Linked DNA regions of Mus musculus: region 2 is linked to region 1. A link is a contact called in public HiChIP or PLAC-seq data. All regions are on one chromosome and are shown on one strand. Each heading gives the region's core, a stretch centred on a gene start, on an enhancer-like site or on the middle of the called end of the contact. The rest is flanking DNA. Distances are from core to core; before and after follow the strand shown. Region 1 holds the start of Tapbpl (TAP binding protein-like). Region 2 has its middle 3.4 kb from the start of Gm32673.

Region 1 (5,262 bases), core at 1,402-3,901:
GTAGTTTAGTAGTAGAGCTCGTGTTTAGCACAAGGCTCTAGGTTCTATCCTCAGTATGGGACAACATAATACTAAAGGCTAATGTTTTAGGGGTTTGCAGGGATAGGAGAGGGGCCCCCTCATCGTCATCTTCTGTGGACTTGATTTTCTCCTTTTTGGAGGCAAAATAATGAACTGGACTCTCCAGGTGCCTGTCAATATGTTTCCTCTTGGTTTTGAACCTGGTAGGAGGTACTAAGTGGGAGAGAATGAGGAATGGGCTCACTAGTAAGAGCTACTGAGCACTTCTTTCTCCCTGTGCTCTGCTGTAATTGCCATGAAGCACCAGACCAGACTCCCTCTCCCTGGGAGGAAACATGAGTTTGGCTAAATAAGAGTGTAGTGACATGTGTAGCTACAGTGTCCTCATGTGTTGCTTCCCCACTTTGGAGAAAATACCTGATGATTATTATGTTTTGATGCTTGCTCGAATAAGGATCTCCTAGCATCCCCTCTTCTTGACTCAGGATATTTTAGAAAGAAAAGATGAAGCTCTATGGGTACCTCAGGAGGACCTGTGGGATATTTGTTTTCTTCCTTCTATCCCATCTCTAACCACAAAAGAAAACAAAATACCAACCAACAAACCAACCAAACAAACAAAAAACAAATTAAAAAAACAACAACCCCCCCCCCAAAAAAAAAAAAAAACCAAAACCAAAAAACCAAAAAACTATCTTGGGGCTATTGAGATGGCATAGTGCATAAAGTGCTTGCTGCCAAGCATAGTGAACTAGTTCAATCCCTGGAAACCACATGGTAGGTTCTATAAGCTGTCCTCTGATCTCTACCTATGTGCTGTGGCATGTGCACACGTATGTGCGCATGGACGCGCACACACACACACACACACAATAATACAAAATGTTCCTGTGCCACTGCATTTTGTTTTCTCACCTTGAGTCTTCACTGTGCCCTGGGCACTCAGAGGTAGGTTCAGTGTAGGGTGCCGGACAGCTCCAACTTCAGCATCTCTTAGAGTCTTCATCACCATGGAGACACTGGGGCCACCTCTAGAAACCTGCATGTTGCTGATGAACCAATGTGCTTTCTCAAAAGTGGCCTCTTGTCTGGCCTGGAGGAAATACTTGGAGATCTCGCAGGTCACTGCCTTCCCGCTGCAGTCAGCATGGAGCAACGCCTCTGCCTGGGGAATCTGTACCAAGTCCACTGGGGAGAAGGGCAGCATACAGAAGTAATGTTGGATGGACAACGCCAGACCGGGGGGGGGGGGGGGCAGGCGTGGGTAGATAGAACTGGGAACGGGGCTGTTCCTGTGGAGGAAGCCTAGGATGGGGAGATTTTACCTGAGGCCTCAAAGATAACAGGTGAATCCTGTTTGGTCTCAGTGCTCCCCTGGAAATCTGTGATGCCTTCCAGGGAGCCATCATCCAGCACTGGTACCTGCTTCAGCACAAGCAAGGCCCTCTCCCTGTCCCCACTGCTGGCAAAAGCCCCGCGGTGCCTGTCTTCTGTCACCAAGAAGCAGTCTAAGATGATGTCCGTGGGCTGCCGCTGTCTTTCTGCTGTGGTGGGCGCTGTGGGAGGGTCTGCAGGGAAAGTGGAACAAGCACCCTCGTCCTCCACACTCTTCCCACCCCTTCACCAAGCCCCGGGCTGAGCAGCAGGTAAAGGTGCCTTCTGAGCCCCGCTGTCCTGGTGTCATCTATAAACCCAGCTTCTGCTGAGGCACCTGCTACTCAGGCAGCGGCTCTGTGAGTTATTTCAAGTCCTAGATCTGTCCTGATCAAAGCCAGAGGGGTTTATGCTTTGTATTTCTGAGTCTCAGCTGTGGGATGCAAGGGAATTTCTGGAAAGGAATTCTCAGGTTAAAAAAAAAAAAAAAAAAAAGGAATAAGAAATACTGCCACAGGGGAGAGGAGCCAAGACACTGCTGTTCCTAGGGACATTGACAACCTTTTTCTCATCACCCAACTTTCCCAGAGGCCTCTGCTTTCTGCCATAGCCACGCCCACCAGGAGTCACCAACCCAATGATTTCTTAGCCTGGGGAGCCCCTTCCTCTTCTAAGGATTCAACTCAGGGCAGTGAGCTGTCCCACAGAATGCTAACACCCTGCCTTCCCATCGAGGAAGCCCCCCTTTTCTGTGAGTTCTCTGCCGTACCCCTCTCCAAACTGGTTCCGCATGTTGTGAGTGCCGCACTCATTTGCTGGGCTTAGCAGACAAGCTGGTGCTGTTCTGAGAAGGTGGCTTCCTGGGGCTCCTTTAGCTTGGCGCTTCCTCCCCCCCAGTCCCCCAGGCCCCAGCCTGGTCTCCGCACTCACCAGTCCCTGCTGCCCCAGAGACAGCCAAACAGAGCAGCAGATACCAGCTGGGCTCCAAGCCCATGGAGGCTACTCTCAGGCTCTTCCTTGCTGGCTGCCTTCTCCACAGTTCCCCTGCTAGTGATCTCTGGCTGAAGAGGGGGTTCTGTGAGCACCCTCACTTAGCACCTGTGGTCTCCGTTCTCTTATCGTTTCTCTTTCACTTTCACTTCAACTGCCTCTGTGGCCGCCCGCCCGAGGCCAGTAATGGCTGCAGCCAGCTCTGCTTTCTGTTCTCCCTAAGGTCCACCCCGCACCCAAGAAATCCCCAGGTGATTTCAAAACCTGGTATCACCACATCAGCTTTCCCATCAGCCCCAACTATGAGAGGGCTGGAGAGGGGGTGGAGCCAGAAGATAGATTCCCCGGTACTCTGGACCCTTCTTCCTTTCAGTCCATGTTAAATCCTTTGGGTCTGCCCTGGTGACAACTCCCTGTTCAGATCTGTGATCGAACAGACGAGATGGGGTGTGGCCTAGTTCTAGGATTGGAATTTTAGGAGGCTGGACAGCTATGTGAAGTCTCACTTTTAACTTGTATTTGTGTATATGCGGTGTATACACTTGTGTGGGTGAGTATGCCCAGCCCTGCCTGTGTGTGGAGGCTCGGTGAGGGCACTGGGTGTCTTGCTCTATTACCCCACCTTATTCTTCAGAGACAGGGTCTCTTTCTGAACCTGGAATTGTTTGGTAGCCAACAAGCACAGCAGTGATCTCCTGCTGTCTCTACTCCAAGCCCCGCCCTTGTCACACCACTTAACCCCTTGAATTACAAGCTCAGGGCCACACTGAGGGATTGTTTGTTTGTTTGTTTCAGTTGTAGGTGTGCGTATTTGAAGTTAGCATTTACACTATCCTTCTTCCTAGTTCACTGTCCCTTCTTTTTTTTCTTCTTCCTCCTCCTCCTCTTGTTCCCCTACCCTCATTCTGTAGGAAGGGGAATAGCACATGGAGAGTGTCCATAGCTGGCTTGTTACTAGAGTCCCTGGGCCGTAAGGCTTGGCTCCGGGTTCCAGTGTTTGCCTGCACAGAGAGAAGGGACAATGTGTATAGAAGTAGACAAATGAATTTATTTATAGTTTTAGCTCAACTGAGAGAAAGTCTCAGCCTCAGCTTTCCCACAGCACTGTCACAACTTACAGAGAAGACAGAACCAAGGCCAGGAAGTCTGTGTGTCTGTAGATAGTGTCTCTCACGGCAGTCAGTCCTTCTGGTACCAGGGCACCTGCCGGTGGCTCATTCCATTTTTTTAAAAAAAATTATTATTTTTAATCGTGTGTGTGTGTGTGTGTGTGTGTGTGTGTGTGTGTGTGTCCGTCCTGTGTTTGTAGATGCCAGAGGAGGTCAAAGGTGTCAGACCCTCTGAAAGTAGAGTTACAGCTGGTTTCGATCCATTTGACAGTGCTGGGAATCAAACTCTGGTCCTCTGGAGGAACACTTCGTGCTCCTCACTGCCAAGCCCCCTCTGGAGCCCTTGGTGAGCCATTTCCACCCCTGGCATGTAGTTTTGTCAGCTGGACGGTTTCACTTAGAGTAAGTGTGCTTTATAGCTAGAGCCTGAGTCTCCCCAGCTTGCTGGGCCACACACTGGGATCCTGCTCTTGTCCCTGTTGGTCTCAGAAGGGCAGTTTGTTGAGTATTCACAGGAAAGGGTTCTGATGACCATGACAGGGGAGCAGGCCACCATTGAGGTCTCTGTGGATGGCCCCTCGTCAGAAAGGGCCCCACCAGCACCCGGTCAAGGGTAGAAAGCAGGCTCGGGTTTCCGGTAGTCCTCCTGGATAGGGATAGCACTGCCCTCCTCTTCCCTGGGGCAGCTGTAAGGACAAGGCTCTTCAGGCACTGCCTGCCGGTCTTCATCTGTGCAAACACAATCGGTCAGCAGTGGAGAGAAGAAAGGTGAAGGGGAGAAAAGAGGAGAAAAGCCCAAGTGGAGGGCTGAGAGCTGGGGGGCTTGGGGAGTCTGGGGGAAGGACACTTGAGGAGCCAGAGTAGGTGGGTGGAGTAGGTGTGGGGGCTTTAGGTGTGGGTAGCACAGCTGAGAGACAGGAGGGAAGGCCTGTGTCTTACTTGGCCCGTGGTTTCTTCTTTGATGGAAGAACAAGATTGCACCCAGGACGAAGATAAGAAACATGCTGGAGAAGGTCACAAAGATCCGGATGCAGTCCGAGCTGCACAGGGGTCTATGGGCTGTGACGGGCAAGAGCACACCGAGGCTTTGGAGGGGCATCTCACCCTGGACCCTTAGCCCTGTCTGTCTGTCCTTTTCCTGAGTAACCCTGCCCCTGTTGGACCAGTCCTTTCTCTCCTAATCTCTAACTAGAGTCTGCTTCCCCCTCCTTTGCCTCCAGCTCTGTCTGTCTCTGTGTCTTTCTCGGAGTCTAGTTTAGTCCCTTGAGACAGGATTCCTCCCTGACCTGGAAGCTTGCTGGTTTGAGCTCTGCTGGCTCTGCCTCTGCCTCTGAATGTGAGGGCTACAGATACGAGCTTCCATACTCTGCTTGGTTTTCCCTGTGGCCCTGGGTATTATGTCACCCTTGTATAGCAAGTTATCCACCGAACTTTCTCCCCAACTCTGTACCCCTCTCCCTCACCCAGCACCTAGGGGTTTCCCATGGCTGTTCTTTTGGCCTCTTTCCTCTGTGCTTTCTCTGTGGAGTGGGGATTAGGAAGACAACTCACATGACCGCTGGCTATAGACAGTCGAGTTGGGAAGCTGCCTGTGTAGGGGCCAGGATGGCTTCTCTGGAAGAAACAGACAGAGCGAGTCACAAGCAGGAAACCTCCCAGGATGTCCCAGGCTTTCCTGTGATTTTGCAGGAGTCAGACAGGAGGAAGACATGCTGGCCCAGAACCTAGCTAGGGGTAAACACAGACTGGGCAGTGCTGGGTAGGCAGC
Region 2 (4,920 bases), core at 257-2,756, 190 kb after region 1:
GGGCAAGCAGTGGGTCAGGCCTACCTGGCTATTGACAGGTAACTGTGGGGCGGAGCTTAGACAGAACGCTAACAGACCCCTTCCTGAAGTCCTCTCTCGCCCCAGAGATGCGGCATGGGGCGGTCGCATCAGGTTTGAAGCTCTTTTCTCCTGCAGGCAAGCTCAGTAATCCAGGCTCTTTGCTGTGTAGTTTATGCTGCTTTAGCATCTGCAATCCTGCCTCAGGCTACTCTGTGGTGGTGCGATCATAGGTTTCCCCGCTATGCCTACGACGGTTGTTTAGGACATCTGGGCTCCTTGCGTGTACAGGAGCTCAAACCGGTCATTGAATCTCAAGACAGTCACCCTCCTGGGCACTGAAAAGACAGTGTGTGGGAAACCAGAAACCACTCACCAGCCTCTCGCTTCCTAGGGGCCAGTGGGGTGGGTGGAGGGGGTGGGGCTAGGGAAGTGGGAGGTGCTTAGGTTTGTTATGGATGTCACTGCTACCCAAAGGGTGGGTTAGTGACTCATAGCTGCTGGAGCCTACAGGTGGGGTTGAGTGAGTCACTTTTATTCCTCAAGGGAGGGCCGAGGTGGGATGGAATGGAGGGGACCACGGAGTTGGAAAGAAATGAGGGATTTATATCTGAGAATTGGAGCTGTAAGACCTTGAGAAACGAACCTTCATTTCCTGTTAGCTGACCTGTCCGTGGGAAATGATCCCTACACTCCACATTATTGTGGAATTAAATGAAAGTGTTGCTTACACAACTGAGTGTGTACTGGGCATGGTGACTCACTCCTTTACCCAGCACTGTGATCTCTGTGAGTTCAAGGCCAGCCTGGTCTACAAAGCAAGTTCCATTTCAGCAGGGCTGTCACACAGAGAAACCCTGTCTCAAAAATAACAACAACAATAACATAAAAAAATCCACCATAAACCAAGAAACAAACTACAAATAGCGGTAGTGCCATCGCTTAAATCTTCATTTAGTTCCTGAAAACAGGCAGGGTAATAATATCTACTTCCTTTAGAGATTAAGGGCATTAAATAACGTATGCAAACTCTCTGCACAATGGTATTGGGTAAACGTTGTCCATTTTCATCAGCTGGGGGGGGGGGGTGTCACTGGTTTGTCAATGAATTCTCTGCTGTCTTAAGACCAAAAGGAGAAATGAGTCTGAGGGGTGACAATTAGGCTGCATTAGGTTGGGACCAGGCCAGCAATCCACTTGCGCCCGAATTGTGAGCCTACTAGGTGCTCACATGCTCATATTTGGTGTCACGCCTCCACAGAGGGCTCGAAAGAGATGAAAACCAACTGATAAGGAAGTGTTTGTGCTTGCCTCCTTCCTTTGAACCTCAAATTTATCTAAATAGAGATCTAACTTGGAACCAGGGTCCCAGGTTGCGCTTTCTGATGTGGCCTCCAGGGGGCGCATCCCCTTTGGGGCGCTCTGTGTGGCCGTGGAAGCTGCGGTGACTGTCGGAGGCAGGAGGATGAGTCAGCCTCCGAGGCTTCCGGCGTCCATTGGGTCCTGCTGCCCGCTCGGCCGCGCCCTGCCCGCGGGCTCCCGCCCGAGTCACCCTCTGGTATGGACCTGCAGCTCTGCAGGAGCTCAGGCCTTCCTTGCTGCCTGGGGGCAATATGGCCAGCCCTCTGGAGTGGTGGGCTTCCCGCGGGCGTGTGACCCCTCTCTCCACAGGGCCAGGGATTGCTTCCCTGCCCAAGTTCCAGGGCTTCAGGGCCCCGGGGCTGGCATGGGATGTGCTAGGACTGGGCAGCAGGAGGGACATCACGGAGGAAAATTTGCCACTATTCTCCACTTGGGGAGCCATGGAGCCTGGCCAGTTCCTCTGGATCCCCAAGAGTGTTCTCCCTCTGCTTAAAGTCAGAAAGAACAGACACCCCACCCCCACCCCCACCCCCCCACCCCCACCCCCGCGCTCCCATGCCCCTAGCCCTTTCCCTTGGCTTCTAGCTACAGATTTAGAACAGGGCTTGAGACTAGCTCAGCCAGTGTGGATGGTAAATTGGAAGATTTGGTTGATTCTGGGAGGGCCTCCCAATGAGTCACCATCCCTGGGAAGAGGTAACTCCCAGATGCCCAGGAGCTATCGGCCTCCCACTCAAGAGGAACTTGGAAGTAATGTCTAGCACAGAACACCTAACATTGTATATATATAGTAATGTCCATATTATTATATATGTATACTTTTAGATAGAAAGTTATAATTAAAATACATGAATCATATAGATCTCTGTGCATGTATACACATGTACTTTACAGGGCACCTCCTGTAAACTAGCTGTTGTCCCAGTGGCTCTACAGGAATTAATTATCTCAGACAGTTTTCACAGGACACTGGGGCATACGTACTATTATTGTTCCCATATGGTAGCTGAGGAAGTCTGAGCTCAGAGAGTAACTTTTGAGTGGGTGTGATGTCTGTCTGTAAACCAAGCAATTGGGTGGTAGAATCAGGAGGGCCAGTGTAACAGGCTCCAGACTGTAGCATAACTGACTCCATATTGGAAGAGCCATTCACTCAGCACGTAGACAGCATCACCTGCCAAAACCGTAAACAAAGACCTAATCCATCAAAGTCCATAGTCATGGGAACGTCTCTAAATGTGCTCACCCGGCTTTTGGGTGGCTGTAGTTCTGCTTCTGGCTAACTGTTCTTGCTAACTGAAGTGTGTCAACCCAGGACAAGTGTGTGTGTGTGTGTGTGTGTGTGTGTGTGTGTGTGTGTGTGTGTGCTTAAAAGCTCACCCCGACAGAGACTTGGGGCTACACTATGGGATCCTGAATGCCTGTGTAGCCATGTGCCAGCTAATGAAGATTCTATTGGCTTAAACCCATGCCCAGGCAGTCTTCTCTGGTGGATACCCCACAACATCAGGAGTTCAGGACTCTTCTCAGCTATGTGCTGAGCTGAAAGTCCACCCAGGATACATGAGACTTTGTTTGGAGGGGGGGAAGGGGGGAGGGGAAGGGGAGGAGGAGGAGGAGGAGATGAGGAGGGGTGGAGGAGGAGGAGGAGATGAGGAGGGGTGGAGGAGGAGGAGATGAGGAGGGGTGGAGGAGGAGGAGATGAGGAGGGGTGGAGGAGGAGGAGGAGATGAGGAGGGGTGGAGGAGGAGGAGATGAGGAGGGGTGGAGGAGGAGGAGATGAGGAGGGGTGGAGGAGGAGGAGGAGATGAGGAGGGGTGGAGGAGGAGGAGATGAGGAGGGGTGGAGGAGGAGGAGATGAAGAGGGGTGGAGGAGGAGGAGATGAGGAGGGGTGGAGGAGGAGGAGATGAGGAGGGGTGGAGGAGGAGATGAGGAGGGGTGGAGGAGGAGATGAGGAGGGGTGGAGGAGGAGGAGATGAGGAGGGGTGGAGGAGGAGGAGGAGATGAGGAGGGGTGGAGGAGGAGGAGGAGGAGATGAGGAGGGGTGGAGGAGGAGGAGGAGATGAGGAGGGGTGGAGGAGGAGGAGGAGATGAGAAGGGGTGGAGGAGGAGATGAGGGGTGGAGGAGGAGGAGATGAGGAGGGGTGGAGGAGGAGGAGGAGGAGATGAGGAGGGGTGGAGGAGGAGGAGGAGATGAGGAGGGGTGGAGGAGGAGGACAAGATGAGGAGGGGTGGAGGAGGAAGGGTAGAAGAGGAGGAGGGGGAAGGAGGAAAAAGAAGAAAAGAGAAGGAAAGGTTGAGAAAGACTGAGACTAGAGGCTTTTTCCTTAGACCCCTGCCTTTAGCATTGAGACCTCAAATATTTCAGGGTGGGATGTAAGGGGTCTGGGGTGTGGTAGTGGTCTAGAAATGTACTCTAAGTGTTTTCCCCTTTAGGGTGTATGAGAAACACAGTTAAATTTGACCCTGGAAGGAGGAACGATTGATTTTTCCAGTCAGAAACTTTCCCCCTCTGTCCCTGCCTGCTGTCCCTGGGTGCCTGAAGAGACTTCTGGAGTGCTTCTCTTTCTCCTTGTTGGCCGTCTCCATCACCCTGGTCTCTGGCTACCAATATCCCCTTCTGCAGGCGTCAAGCACCACACCTGCAGTGTAGGGTTAGATGCTTTTGATAAGGTGCCCCGATTATCTGTCAGCAGAGTGGGCCTGAATCTCTTGGGGGTCATGCTTAACACAGATTAAGCAGCCCATTTGACACGAGTGCATCTCAATGTTGTTGCTACAATCAGTGGTGGCACAGCTGCCCTTCCATCATCACCATCATCACCATCATCACCACCATCACCACCATCACCATCATCACCATCATCACCACCATCACCATCATCACCATCACCACCATCATCACCATCATCATCATTTCTTTAAATTTATTTTTCTGCAGTTAGAATTTTTAAAGATGTATTTATTTTATTTCATGCATATGGGTGCTTTGCCTGTGCACCACATGCATGTCATGTGCCCACAGAGGCTAGAGGAGGGCATTGGACCCTCTGGAAATGTAGTTACAGTAGTGAGTTGTCATGCATGCATGTGGTGGTTATCAAACCCAGGTCGTCTGGAAGAGCAATGGATCCTCTTATCTGCTGAGCTCTCTCGCCAGCCCTCCTTTCTGCAATATTAGAAGTAGTTATGAAGGTGGGGGATCCTCATTCCTCTGGTCATCGCCATGGTGAAGCTGAGCTGAAGAAGCCAGAGGCTGCAGCAGGTCTTCCAGGGCAGCCAGTTTGCCTCTGCTGGGGCTTGAGTCCTCTCTTGATTTATCTGAGACTTCGGAGGGGTGAAGATCCTGGAGTGCCTGATCTTGGCAACTGGTAGCTTCTGAGAGAGGAGAGTCTGTTTACAGATATGCCCCTGGTAAGTGGCTAAGCCTACTTTGGGAATACAGGACTGTTTGGTCATCTGGATTTGGATGCAATCCAACATGGGAGGTGCATAGTCCCGCTGGAGAAGAAAGTAGCCGGAGGGAGACATCATTTCAA

Evidence for each region. HiChIP or PLAC-seq counts read pairs in DNA pulled down with a chosen protein or histone mark.
Region 2: an HNF4G HiChIP or PLAC-seq map of pancreatic cancer cells shows a contact between it and region 1. The contact joins the enhancer-like site here to the promoter of Tapbpl in region 1. A contact is called at or near these places in 2 of 39 promoter capture datasets (embryonic stem cells and neutrophils), 3 of 115 datasets of contacts at active chromatin or transcription factors (embryonic stem cells, memory CD8 T cells and pancreatic cancer cells) and 2 of 9 other capture datasets (adipose tissue and liver).

What each region holds. Positions count from the first base shown.
Region 1 is chr6:125,229,209-125,234,470 of GRCm38.p6, forward strand. It overlaps Tapbpl (TAP binding protein-like), which reads right to left and starts at 2,652. Exons shown (of 7, transcript NM_145391.2): 1 at 2,326-2,652; 2 at 1,347-1,589; 3 at 937-1,209. The coding sequence starts at 2,389. It overlaps Cd27 (CD27 antigen), which reads right to left. Exons shown (of 6, transcript NM_001033126.2): 4 at 5,046-5,108; 5 at 4,434-4,553; 6 at 3,414-4,223. The coding sequence ends at 4,102. It overlaps E130112N10Rik (RIKEN cDNA E130112N10 gene), which reads left to right and starts at 2,061. Exons shown (of 2, transcript NR_015604.3): 1 at 2,061-2,146.
Region 2 is chr6:125,425,090-125,430,009 of GRCm38.p6, forward strand. No RefSeq gene overlaps it. Among named protein-coding and RNA genes, the nearest start is that of Gm32673, 3.4 kb to the right of the region's middle. Within about 2 kb of position 1,507, at least 357 of the 459 cell types and tissues checked have an H3K27ac peak or open chromatin away from gene starts, as enhancers often do. A contact at or near this core is called in adipose tissue, embryonic stem cells, liver and 3 more, where this site is marked.